2 separate regions of the Zea mays genome follow, and region 2 is linked to region 1. Evidence: chromatin contacts called from public Hi-C data. All regions are on one chromosome and are shown on one strand. Each heading gives the region's core, a stretch centred on a gene start, on an enhancer-like site or on the middle of the called end of the contact. The rest is flanking DNA. Distances are from core to core; before and after follow the strand shown.

Region 1 (6,664 bases), core at 1,767-4,266:
CTCAATTAGACTACAGTTTATCATGCCTTCTATTTAATTATATAAAGCTATAGAAGTCCTTTTCTTTAAATGAGTTTAATCTATAGAGAGGTAGAAAGTCAACATCGACATGCTTCAAGAACACCCCAGTATAGATGGTAGTATCTATGGCATTAAAGGCTATAAAAGTGAAAGCATATAGATGAGATGGAGGGAACGAAGTATAAACCCACACCCTCAAGCTTTTAAGATTGAAATCACTATATGTAGAGCAAAGAAAAGATCAGTTCCAAATCCTCTCTATGAGTAAGGCCTAAGTATTGAAAACCAATTCTCATTTTATGGAACCTATGATAAAGGCTAATTCCAAATATTGATTATTTATCAAGTCCAGAGCCAGGCTTGTTGCAGGGATTAAATTAGCAAGCACAACCGACTGTACATGTAAATGGAAGTGAGAACTTGTTAAGCACTTAAGCTATAAACCTTGAGCAAATGATCACCAGCATGCAACATATGCAAATCAGGAGAACCATATATTTAGGCATGTGCAGAAGTCCATAGCAAGAAGCCATTCATTTAGTTTTCTATTGGATGAAATGCTCCGGACAAGGATGCACTGCTTTTAGTTCTTATGTTATTCAACTAGAAGATATATATCCCCTCTGTTTGCTATCTCCAAGTCTGCATCTCTCTCTCTCTCTCGAAGCTATAAATCTTAATATCCTTCAAGTCAATCTGGCAAGCTGAAGCTTAAGCACAGTAGTTATCACTAAGTACTCTACACTAGAAGATAAGAACATCGAGGTGACTACATGCAATATAATATATGCAACCAAACATGATTTTACCAAACGTAGCTTGCTTGTGCAAGGTAACCAAACGCCTTGGCATTGCATATGTTTATGTTGGTTTGGGCTGTGCTGCGTAAGGTCTAATGCAAGCAAGCAATCACACCCAATATGCAAATGTTACCGATGTTGAAGCTTGAGACTGTGAAACTTTGCAGAAATTAGTAAATACATTGGGACTAATATGCATGAGATATCGCAGGGAATGATACAGAAGGTAGACATATTCATAAGCCATCCAGTATATCTAAAGTATGCTTGGCTATCATACCATCAAACTGATCCACCATTTTTTCTGTCTAAACTAGAAGTCAAATCAATAGCCACATTATTCAGAAAAGGTAATACTAGTAAATGACACAATGACATCTACAATTAACAACAGTACAATTCATCTCAAACTAACAAACAACATAAAAGGAACTGAAAGCTATCCAATGTTCTAGTTGGAAAAAACTGGAAAATTCAGGTACTTTCATTTATGCTGATTGATTCGATTTATGATACATTACTACAGCATAATTAATTTACTTTGTACAATATGAAACATGTTCAAACATATATATGTTATTGAATATTGAATGATTTTGTGAGGAACAAATATCTGCTGCCCTGTAGATCCAATGTACAATAATAAAAAGAAACGTCCATGGCTATTTATCACACATGACATTCAGAAGTCAATCTTCATTTTAGAAAGCAAAGGTGTACTCTGAAAAGACTATTCAAATTTTATTAGATAGTTAGAATGAAGAAAAAAAGGCTAATTTTAATCTGAAGAGTTCCAATTTAAAATATACAGAAAAAAATATTTACCTCAAGAGGGTCAGTTTCACCCTCAAGCTCAACCATGACTGGAGCATTCATGCTGCAAAAAGACTAAGGTTAGTATTAGGTTGGAAGATAGGTTTTTTACATGTTCAACACTCAAAATTATTAACCTTATCTGCAAGGCTCGTGTACCCAGGATGCGCGCACGTTCGTACTTCGTCATGTATTTTGTTGTTTTGCGTTCACGCTTGGTCTTTTCCTGTTCCTTATCTTCACCCTCACCACCTATGACGTCATCAGGGGCATCTTCGTTGTTCTCAGGCTCTTCTTCAGCTCCTTCCTGTTCAACAGAGGTACATTGGTTGTATTGGCCATATAATATCTTCCTATAAAGCATAGAAGTTGAATAAAAGTATAAAACAATAGTAATGTGCCTGCACCTCAATCTCCGGTTCTGGGGGCTCATCCTCATACCTGTATAACAAAAAGAACAATAAGATTGTAAATCCAATGATACAACCATGTGAAACTTAGTGTATAAGTAAAAAGTGACATTTGAGTGATCAGAAGAACCACAAAGAAGTGGTGGTCACCGTTTTTTGTCTACCAACATAAATACCCCTTAGTTTCTCTAATGTAAATATTTACATGAAACACCAAGCTAAGTGATTAAAGCCACCTGACAAGAATTTGATCCAATAATTTATCACATAGTTCTAACCAACCAACTTACCCTATATTATTGCCACAGTTCGAAGGAAGGTGACAAATATATACAAGTGGCACTCTTAAATTCCTAAAATAGATGACGAACAAAAGGTGCAGGTATCTCCCTTCACTGGAGGGGAGATGTCCGATACCAAGGAGAGGAGATGCGTGATACCGAAACCACATAGGGGAGCTGTCATCCTAACTCAAGGATAAACTCGGTCAATCAACTAACCATCGCAGGCACCTTTTATTGACGAAAACCGATATGAATAATTCCAACAAAACCGCCCAGCTTTCATCCCTAAAAACGCTCCTCCACCCCCGACCGCCACTCTCACAAGCAGCGATAAATCAATCACAATCGACCCATTGCTACATATAAACCAAGAGAAAGAGAGAAGATGCGCTCCGTCGAGGCTGAGCGCGGATTAACGGAGATTATGCCTGTACAAATAAAACCTAATAATTCTCCGCTAACCATTGCGCGCCCAAACGAAACAAGCACCAGAGGGGGGGAGGATGAGGGAGAGATCGACCCCATGTCAATTTCGTTGTAATCGTCGTCCGCCATGGCTCCGCCCGCGCAAGCGCCGCTGCTCCGGTGGTTTGCTTACTAGGGTTTTCGCCGGGCTGCTGTGGGGAGGAGACGAAAATAGGAAACTCGAGGAAAGGGAACCAGACCACGGAGACAATTGTATATTTATAGCAACTCAAATACTTATCTAAACAAATCTTTAAGTGCTAGTCTGGCAACACCATTTTTTCGAAGAGTTTTTATATTCATAAGTAAAAAAGAACTAAGAAAATAATTTTTTAAAAAAAATAGGATTCTCAAACTAGTCATAAATCTTAAATTTTAAAAGTGGACAAAAAATGCTTCTCCAGTGGCTCTTTAAATAAACTTGCTAAATTTGTTAGTTGTTATCCAACTTCGTTTACTACCCACATTTAGCAACTCGATAGTAACTCTCTAAATACAGTTGACGTCAATTTCTTTATACTCGCGTGATTATTTTTTTCTCTTCCCACACGGTGAGGTAGCTACGTCGAACAAGTGTGGCACAAGTTTCTCCTTCACCGTCAGACCACTACTGTCCCATAGGTTGTGCCATCGGACCACCACTCCTCCATAAGTCGTGCCTACCGGCCTTTTCTCTTCCGACCTCGACATCATCTGCTCTTAACCCTGCCGTTGTAACACCCTTGGTGTTACGAGAACTAAAACATTGACATGTCATCATAAGTGTTTGCATTACCTTGTTTGGTATATCTAAAATGCATTCACTAGGTAATTTTTTTCAAAGGTGTGATGATTGTGTATTGATTATAGGACTTAGTTTGAGAACCTTGCTTGAGTTAAATGGGAGTAAATCATCTCTCAAGCAAGTGACAGGTTGGTTTGAAGTCTTTAAGTGCTAAAGGCAAGACTTAGAACCTAAAGCAACTTTGCTTTTTAAGGTAGGTCAAGTAGAAGAATCATTTGAGGAACTGGATTAACCTCAAAACCCTAAGTGAGATTTGAGGACACTTTAGACATGAGCTTCATATACTATAGTTAGATTTGAGTTTAAGGATTCACTTGGATTTTAGAATGATGGATTGAGTTGAGGAATCCCTTGAAGAAAAGGAGCCACATTTGAAACCTTAAACTGGCCCAAAAGAGAAATTCAAAACCTAGTGTGAATTGGGCAAAAAAATTCATATACTAGAGCTTTATAGCTTGGAAAAGTAAACAAATTTCTTATTTGGAGATTTCTAAGTTGTGTGAAATAAATTGGAGTAATTTGTAAAAGTTTAGTTTTGATTGAAATTTGAGAAGCTGGATATAATAACAATTAGCCAATTTTGGACCATTGTAACTTTACCGAGAAGGATCCTTACCTAGATTAAAGATGTGGCCCAAACCAAGCTACCCCAAAGTGAGCTACCTACTATAACATGCAATGAACAAAGGAGAAGGATCCTTACCGAGATTCAAGATGTGGCAGACGCTAACCACGAAGAAGGGTGGATCCACGACGACGTTTGTCTCCAGCGAACAATTCTGGTTAGGCCTGCCCCGGTTCCTTGCTCGGTGACCTTGCTCGACCTTCTTAAAATGTCTCCTTCGGTTTAACAAGACTACATACATGATCATCCCCCTGTATGTTCTAATTGATAGGCCATTTGTCCAACTCGTTTTAGGATCATAAAGGGTCCAATAAAGCAAAGGGACAACTTCCCTTTGACCCTGATTCTCTGCATACCCTTGATTAGTGACACTTTTAGGTACACCTGACCACTTTCCTCGACCTCCAAATGTCTTGACTGGGATGTCTTTAGATTTTCTCTAATAATCTAGTCTTGTCTTTCAACTTCTTGGATAATTTCTGGTCCAAAGAACTATCTATCTCTAGTCTGGTTCTAGTATAAGGGGGTTCTACATTTTCTCCCATATAAGGCTATCTCCAACAAGAGCCGGTAAAACATCCTGTACTTTAAATATAGCGAACGTAGACGTTTGGTACGCATCCAACGACATCCGCTAAACCCTCTGGTAAAAAATACAGGGCTACCCTCATCCACGTAGACGTTCGATATCCACTGTGCAGTACATGCTTCTGTTCTCTCCTGCGCTTACTGGAAAGCTCCTGAAGCCGTTCGATGGCGGCTGTGACGGCCGCGCGTCACTGTCATTGCTAGAGTCAGACATGAAGATAGACAGATCTTCCGATATATACCTAAAAAATATGTATGTAAATATGAAGATAGACGCATAGCTTACAAAATGTAATTATTATAATTAGTTTTTAATTTATTTTTCACAGCATAGAAAGAATAGTTTATTACGTATACGACTAAAAAAATATAATATAAATGTATTGTGAAATCTGGTAACATTGTAGATGTAGGGGATCAAATTTAGAGGACGTTGGTGGAGACGAAGAAAATATAGAGGACGAAATCTTTTAGAGAGTGCTGTAAAGTACAGAGAATATTCCTTTAGAGGATAAAATTTAGGAGACGTTGCTGGAAACAGACTAATGCTTCAAATGGGGACATGTTCAAACTTGCATGTTAGATGTTGTTATAAGAGAACTCAGCATAAGACAAACTCTTGTTCCAACTGTAATTATGTTTAAGAGCATAAGCTCTCAACATATATTACAATATTTGATTTATCCTTTTAGTTTGGTAATTTGTTTGGGGATGATATGTTGAGCTAAAGTTTAGCTTGGTGTCTATATTCTTATGAAAACTCTTCCACGATCTTGAGGTGAACTAGGATCCCCGGTCATAAATAATCTTCTTAAGTACACCATGTAGGCACACAATTCGAGATATATATATAGCTCTGCTAACTTGGGCTCCCTTAAAGATAGTCTTGACCGGAATAAAGTGAGCTACTTTGGTTAATCTATCCACAGTCACCTATATGGAATTGTAACCATCCGGTGTACGAGACAACCCGACTATAAAATCCATACTAAATTTATTTAGGACCCATTGAACAATAAACATCTGCTTACAGACCCAACCTACCTTGGCTAAGCCTCCTGGCCAGGCTAGGGTTTGGCCACCCAACCAGACAGACCATATAAAAAACTCGACCTACGAGGGGTAAGATAGTCCCCGGACATTATATTAAGAAGAAGACATTCTCACACATGTCGAGAAAATTCCCAAACCCCTGCCCCATCCATACACAGTGGCATCGAAGCCTATGTGAGAACGACCACGACCGAGGCTGAGCCTTAGACCTGTGCTTTGGCATGGGACAGACGAGGGGATTTTTTTAACCACAAGCCTGTGAGAACGCTGAAATTCGCTCCCACGGGGAGTCGAACCAGGACCTAAGGAATGCTACTCAGACCACCTAACCACGAAGAGTTGAACCAGGACCTGAAGAGTGCTACTCAGAAGTCAGACCACCTAACCAACTCAGTTAGAGACCCTATACTTAGAATGATTCTTCACATAAACACGCAACAAGTTAAGGACGAAAAAAATCGACGTAAACACGAAATACCCTAAACCCTGGGCTCCATTTCTTTCTTCATTTGCAGCCCATGCCGGCCCAGCTCAGCGGATTACGAGAACCCGCCGCCGCTCCGCCCCATAGGTAGGTTTTGTTTGGGATCTCACCGTTTCTTCCTCGTCTCCGTCTCTACACGGCGGCGCCGCCGCCGCCAGCTGCTGCCAGGAGCCAAGCCCAAGCCTGAGCTTAAACCATGCCGATTGGTTCTCTTTTCGTGTCGAGGCTGGCCAGGTCTAGCCATGCCCTCCCCGCTGCCGCCGCCGCGGCCATCTCTCAGGTGCCACCTCCCCATCCCTCACTTTCGTATTGTTGGTTGTCCATGTGTCGATGTTGA
Region 2 (7,287 bases), core at 885-3,384, 420 kb before region 1:
AGCTTTGAATTATTCTGCTACATGTGATGTCTGTAGAAGTCATCATTCTATGCCCAGAGGCAGGAGTATATATTACACACATACCACTATAAAGGTAGACAATTAATCCCAAAGATATGGGTAGTATCAAAACAATAATTCATGTGGCCGATATGTATAAAATGCCCATGGGTTGTTCGTAATGACAGTGAAGATAAGAAGCACAACTCTTTTAATGCTTGCTCGATTCTCGCCCTGCAAACTGATTAAACTTATTCAGGGAAGATGAATCCTTACAGTAAGCATGGGCCAGAATGTGGACTTGAGCTCGTTGTAGATAGTGGTAGGTGATTCCAACCGAAGGAAACCCAAGACCACAAAGTAGATACTGTTCCAGATCGCAGACCAGATGGTCTGATCGAATGCAACCTTTGCAGGGACAACCCACCAATCCTTGAATGGGAACAGTGCCTGTCAACATAACAAAAGTATTTACTCCATCAGGTTTGCCTTAGAAAGCATGTTAGCCTCCAAAATTGTTGAAAAAATTAAAATGATTCATATATATGTGCCGATTAGTCAAGCTCTATCCGGTGATGTTTTCAAGTCATCCGAGTCGCGATTAATCGTCCAAGTCGGTTTGGACCAATCACGATTAATCGCCCAAGTCGTCCGACTAATCGTGATTAATCGACCTAGTCGGTCAGCCAGAACGACCAGCAAGTCGTCCGACTTGAAAACGTTGAGACTACCCCCCTTTATTTAGTTGTATGCATCAACTCAAGAGCTCTATCTGGTGCCTGCTATGTGCCGATTAGTTGAGCCCCACGATTAAATGTCAAACTGATGGTAAAAGTTGGCCAAATCATCACATACTTGAACACCTTAAAACCCGTTTCATTTGCTTCGTCAATTCATCAACTTAAGAATTTTCATAGCTTTTTGTGCGGTTGAAATACGTCACATAAGGGCAATTTTGACTTGAATGTACAAAAACAAGGCTGAGCAGATCATGTAGCAATGGTTACCTCGCATATATGGTAGTAGTAATGTGAAAGTGACCCATGAAGCGTGAACCCAACAAGGCCAGACCGGAACATCCTAGCACGGTCGAAATCAAATATCGGCTTGCCTTCGTAGCACTGCAAGCATAAGCAACAAAAAACAACGGCAGTCAGTAATCACACTAATGCTTGTCTTATTGAATAGTGGTAGAGTGGCTGTGGAATTGAAGTGTGAAGGCACCTGTGCAATCCAGTCACCAAGGGAGTAGACGACACCGCTGATCATCATCTTGGCTAGAACCGGGTTGGCTTTGAGGGCCTCCTCGTATGCGGACCAGTTGTGCTCCGGCATATAGCGCAGGATCTCGAAGATCGTCCACCCCTGTGTACCGAGAAAGAGAAACCAAATCAATACGCCCGCCAGTACATGGCTCCGAATCCAATCAGGGACTAATTAAATATGAAAGGGAATGAAGAAACATAGGGGACTCACATGCCAGTAGTCCTGGTCGACGGTGAGCAGCTTGGTGAGAGCGTAGGTGCTGGCCCCGAGCACGATGGCCGTGTTGATGCCCCGGTCCAGCATCTTGTTGCCGCCGCCACCGCCGGAGGCCCCGGAGCCCGCTCCGCCGCCGGTGAAGCCCCCGCCCACGTCGCCCTGGAAGGCGAGCCCTCCGATGTCGAGCTGGCTTCCGCCCAGCTGCTCGTCCGGCTGCTCCTCCAGCCTCCCGGGCACCACGGCCTCCCCCTCGGCCCCCGGGCCAGGCAGCACGTCCGCTTCATCCCCCGCAGCGGCGAACCGCAGGGCGCGCCGGAGCCGCTTGGTCGGCCTTGGGAGCCGGAGAAGAGACGGGCCGGCGGAGGGGAACAGCCGCCTGGAGGCGGGGGATGGGGTGGCCACAGTCGCCACGGCCGCCGCTGCCATCGCTGCGCGCTCCTCGGATCGCTACCCGACCACACGCGCACTGCACTGACGCTCGTCCCGCCTCTCTTACCTCGTGGCAGCGGCGCAGCGCGCACGCTTTTATCCACCACGCCGCGATCGCGCGCGGCTGCCTATGGATCTGGAGCGGGCGGGGCCTACAGCCTACTGTCGCTGGCCCTGTGGACGTGAGCCGCGCTTGCTCGCTCGCCTTGAGACTGAGGGAGGTTCCGTTCCACCGATCGGTTTGCCGTCTCGCGGAAGAGGATCGAGGTGGGGAGGGTGATTTTTTGTGGATGTGGTGGGAGGGTGAGATTTGAGCCGCTTGTCTCAGGCGGCTGTGGGCCAGTAAGCAAGATTCCACTGAACAAGGCGGCCGCTCGTGGTACTCATGCCAGCAACCCACAAAAAAATATTACTCAGACAATTATTGCAAAGGAAATAAAAATTATCTAAGTAATTACTTTAAATGCATCACGTAATTCAAATTTTACTAATAACAGTGTTTAGGGCTAGTTTAAGAACATCAATTTCCAAAAAAAAATTATTTTATTAAGAAAAACTAGTTCATTCTTATTGAGAAAACAGAGTTGTCAAACTAGATTGTAGCACAACTATCTATTGGATTATACTCCCACAAGTCTTAGAATGCCAAATGGCGAATGGGAAGTTTCACGTCACACTTTTGGCATCTTGTTGGGTAATCTCGGTAGCCTGATAAAAAAAATGACAAATTTAATATTATTATAGCAGCTTACCCATACACATATCTATGGGGCACGATTGCCGGCGAAGATCACGGTCGAGACGGTGTCTACTGTGACGATCATCACGTGGAATGTGCGGCGCGGGCAGGGGCAGGGGGCGTCGACAGTCAAAGGGTGGAGGCATGGTAGCGCATGTTGGGGCGGAAGGCTAGGCAAGGGGAACGATGTGCGCGCATGTGGTCTGCACTACGTGCTTAATATAGGTAGTAGAGATATTAAGTATTGTATACTTCAAAAAAAAATAAATATTCTAATATTGTATGATGTAGTTAAGAACTCTCTTTTTAGGCTATATTTTGTGTGATATGAGGTCATGATGCTACTATTTAATTTAAATGATGATGCTGAACTTATGGTAAAATTGTATTGGTTCGATGAATTTAACATGTTGAATACAATGATAATACACTATTTTAGTACTTGATGAGATATGGTGTTTCGATATTTTGTATTTAGAACTTACTTTTGTGATTAAAATGTTCATATAAAATGTTGGTGGTATAGGGATACCTGCTACCTATAGTGGGTTATGAGTATGAAGCAATTTAATATCCATAATAGGTACAAATAGACATATATTTTTTTCTCTAGTAAGCATGAGTACTCGTAACTTTGTCCTTAGCGAGAGAAATCCTCTCGCCGACTCGTGAGGTCGGAAGAAAGAAAATATGGTTTCACCTGTCCCAAACGCACTCGCTTCCGTAGGAACGGCATACTCTAGAAATTTCTACAGAGATCCTTCAATCCAAACCACGGGCGTCAACCACGATGCGGACTGCGGAGAAGGCGCGGCGAGTTCAGATCCGGAACACCCTTGCGTGTCAAAAACCATCTCCGCACACGACAGACTAGTACTAGGTATACAGTACTAGAAACAAACAGAACCCGTCGAACCGTGAAGGCTAGTACTCCTGATTCCTGAAGGCGCGATCGACCGGAACCAGCGGTCGGGCTCTGGAACGGCCACGGCTCAGACTCGGCGGCGGCGGGGGCCGCACCCGTTCCGTGCACCACACCCGCGACCGAGCCGGCTGCCCGTGGTCCACACGTCCTGTGCTCGCCGATTCGTGACTTGTGGACGACATCTCGCTGAGTACGTCTACGCCGTCATGTCCTGCCTGTCTGCTCGCTCGATCACGGAGAAATAGTGGTAGAAAACGCGGCCACGTCAAAATTCACTCAAAATTGAAGCCTAAAAACAGGGCTAGCAACGGCGATCGGGGCGAGATAGTAGAAGCAGGCTCCAGAATCCAGTCCAGACTTGGCGGCCCCGGCAGCATCGGGCCTAGCCCAAACAAGAAGGCCCAGTGTTAAAGTGGTCCCATGAAAACCGGAGGGAGCCTGTTGGACCTGGATGTAGCCTGTATATGCAATGCAGCTACAAAGTTTTGCCACAAAATCCAATGAGAACGTTGTGGTGTACTCGTCTTCAGCCATAGATCTATCTACCCCCGACGTTGCACTGAGCACCAGCCAGTCAGTCCAGTCATGCAGGTGCAGTAACGCGCGCCTACCTACCCTGAACCAACCTGGACGATAGCTAGACATCAGTACTGTTACTGCTCGACGGCCGGTCGGTTGCCGTACGTCAGAACGGAACGGTCGTACAACTAGACAGCGCTACAAACAACAACAACAACGCACTGTGGCAGTCACGGAGTGGAGCTCCGACCCGCCGCCGCCGGAAATAAATGCCCGTCCGAGAACGGCGGCGACAAGGCCATGCATGCACTGCACGGCCATCTCGGTCGATGATGCACGGATGGCACGATAGTAATGTGAATGGTCCAACACGTTACTGAGCAAGCAACGAAGCTAGCGAATTTGCGAGAGACGAACAAAAACGTGGAGGAGAAACTGAGGCCACCAGCAGCACCACACCAGCTCTAGCCTCTAGAGGAAGATGAAGCACTCCATGGCCACCGAGGGGTTCTGGTGGCCCAGCGCGCCTTCCTCGCCCTCCGCCAGCTTCGTCCTCTGCTCCGCTCCTACTCCTCCGCCCAGCAACGCCGCCCGCTCAGCGTCGGGCCCGCCGTCTCTGATGACCCGCGCCGGCCTGCTGCCTCGCTCGGGGGTGCCGTGCTCCTTCGCCGCCGCCTTGCGCACGGGGCTCGCGGGCCGGTGGACCGCGCTGGGACTGGGAGAGGCGGGCGCGCGCCTACGCGTCGCCGGGGAGACCGACCGCCGGCCGGACCGCTCGCCAGGGTCCCGCCCCCGCTCCCGCCCGGAGAGCGCGACGCCTGCCCCGTGGCCGTGGCCGTTGCCGTTGATGGCGAAGGCACTGAGGGAAAGGGACCGCTTCGACGACGGAAGCGCCATGTCGGCCTCCCTGGCCGAGTGCGTCCGCCGGACGGCGCTCTCGGCGGCGCGCCTCGCCGCGGACGGCGAGAACCGGCCGCTGCGGCACCCGATGCCCGACACCACCGCCGGATGTTCCCGCCGCGCCGGATGGTGCTGGTGGCCCTGGCCCTGGCCCTGGCCGCCGCTCTGCTGCCTCCTGTGCGCCGACGAGGGTGACGGAGACCGCGCCCGCACGTGCCCGTTAACGGCGCCCGCGCCCGCGCCCGCTCCCTTGGGCTTGCGGCTCTCCTCCGGCTCCGGCGTCGTCCTCCGGGCCGTAGGCTTCCCTTTCTCCGGCGCGTCCAGCAGCGCCCTCTTCTCCACCTCCCGCTCCCCTCCGGCCGCCTTGGCTCCCTTCGCAGCAGCCGACGCAGCGCTGTCGCTGGCGCTGCATGTCTCTGACGCCGACACCGCCGCCGCCTCATCATCAACGGCCTCCGCCTGCTCTTGCCGCCTCTTCGCCGGCTCCGGCAGCGGCGGCAGCAGCCTGGGCGGCCGCGGCACCGGCGTCTCCGACAGCACCACCTCCTTGACCTCCTCCTCCTCGACCTCCACCTCCAGCACCGGTGGCAGGGCATGGGCGTTCTCCTTCTCCACGACCGGCAGCGGGGCAGCCACCTCACCCTTGGCGCCGGCGCGGGCGGCTTTCTTGCTCACGCAGCTGCCCATGACCGACGTGCCACACACCCGCCGCCGGCACCCGGCAGTGCGAAGCAGCAGCGGAAAGGAGACGGAGAGTGGAATGGCGTGGCTAGCAAAGAAATGGCGCTAGCTGGGCGGATGGGAGGAGGTCCTGGTCAATGGGCCGGGTGGCGCTCAGCGATCAGTTGAATGCAATGCAACTGCAGCTGCATATGCATGTTCGTCGTGAGGTGGAGGGAATCGGATCGTGAATTGAAGGCCTATTAATCTCGGGGTCAACCACCTCGATTCCTCCCTCCCCTCTCTCCTCTCGATGCAGCCAGCCACCACACTGTGCACCTGCACCTGCAGTCCTGCTCCTGCTCTTGCTCTCGGCTCATTAAACTGGAGCCAATTCGCCGGCCACTGACTGATATATCGAGCTGGCGCCATCACTGCACTAACTCCCAGCAGCCGCGGGCCGATATCGCCCCACTCACTACTACTGGCCCTGCTGCTGGGCCTCGCTTGGACGGCTGCTGCCGGGCCGCTGTCCCCTCTCCCTGCGACGAGAGATTGGATCTCCGAGAGGGGACTCATCTGCTAGGATTCATGTTTGGAGGTACGACAGGTAAATAATTAATTACATATACCTATTTTCTATCCTACATGTGTTTGAAATTAAAAATAAACCTGTAGCAAGAGAGAAGTTCGGTTCTAAGGTTGATGATAAGTTAATATAGTTCGTGCAAATGTTACGATTCCGTAGATGGAGAAGGGTCGACAGTGGCATCGATGACGCATGGTGGCGCGAGTGAAGAGGAGAGGGCGGCGGAGACGAGAGGCTAGGGGTGGCGGGGTCGCTGGAAAGAGAAGGGAGATAAGGGACGAGAGATTATCTAAATAATAATATCCATTGAATTTGAATGAGCAAGGGAGAGAGATAAAACAATTTAAATCGTTGGTTTTAATGGTGTGTTAAGTCTGGGTGCAATTTATTTGATGGATTTGGTGAAGGTTATGAGTGTGAGAGTGATTTGGTTACTGTGAATCATATAGTGGTATAAACAAGTTTTGATCGATGGATTCATATTATATGGATGTTGTTTGTCTCATGAAAATAAAGCAAAAAAATCACACGCCTTTGGTTTAGCAATACATGAGTTTTTTTTGGGAGCACATCGGTTTTCTAAAAACCAATTTTTATCACTAGTTTCTAGAAATTGGTTTATAAAAAAAGTTGGATGGAGTATTAGAAATCAGTTTCTAAGAAACCAATTTCTAATTTTTTATACACAATTACTAGCATAGTCTTTCTTTATTTTAAAAAGCGGTAACAATGGTGTCGGCGTTTCGAGACAGGGGGGTCCCTAAGCCGACGAGTGAGTGTGCTGCGTGCCCCAGCCCAGATGGGTCGAGCGCGTGGGCGAGCGCGAAGGGGGGAGAGGCGAGGCGGCCGGAGCCGAGCGTGAGAGAGGTGGAAGTCCCGCGGCCTTCGTGTTCGTCCCGCGCCCAGGTCAGGTGCGCTTGCAGTAGGGGGGTTACAAGCGTCCACGCGGGTGAGGGAAGCGAGCGGCCCCAAGAGAGCGCCTGTCCCGTCCTCGGTCCCGCGCGGCCCACCTTCTCTGAGAAGGCCCTGGTCCTTCCTTTTATA

Evidence for each region. A called contact is a pair of places that touch in the nucleus more often than the background predicts.
Region 2: a Hi-C map of ear shows a contact between it and region 1, with 2.8 times the contacts expected there. The contact joins the promoter of LOC100216568 here to the promoter of LOC100282532 in region 1. A contact is called at or near these places in 4 of 25 Hi-C or Micro-C datasets (bundle sheath, ear, endosperm and 1 more).

Annotation. Positions count from the first base shown.
Region 1 is chr5:20,399,449-20,406,112 of Zm-B73-REFERENCE-NAM-5.0, reverse strand. It overlaps LOC100282532 (DNA-directed RNA polymerases I, II, and III 14.4 kDa polypeptide), which reads right to left and starts at 3,016. Exons shown (of 6, transcript NM_001155440.2): 1 at 2,849-3,016; 2 at 2,042-2,075; 3 at 1,772-1,941; 4 at 1,647-1,698. The coding sequence starts at 2,883. It overlaps LOC100303826 (40S ribosomal protein S19, mitochondrial-like), which reads left to right and starts at 6,432. Exons shown (of 4, transcript NM_001165454.1): 1 at 6,432-6,607. The coding sequence starts at 6,524.
Region 2 is chr5:20,820,612-20,827,898 of Zm-B73-REFERENCE-NAM-5.0, reverse strand. It overlaps LOC100216568, which reads right to left and starts at 2,134. Exons shown (of 8, transcript NR_159537.1): 1 at 1,477-2,134; 2 at 1,225-1,365; 3 at 1,008-1,121; 4 at 277-450.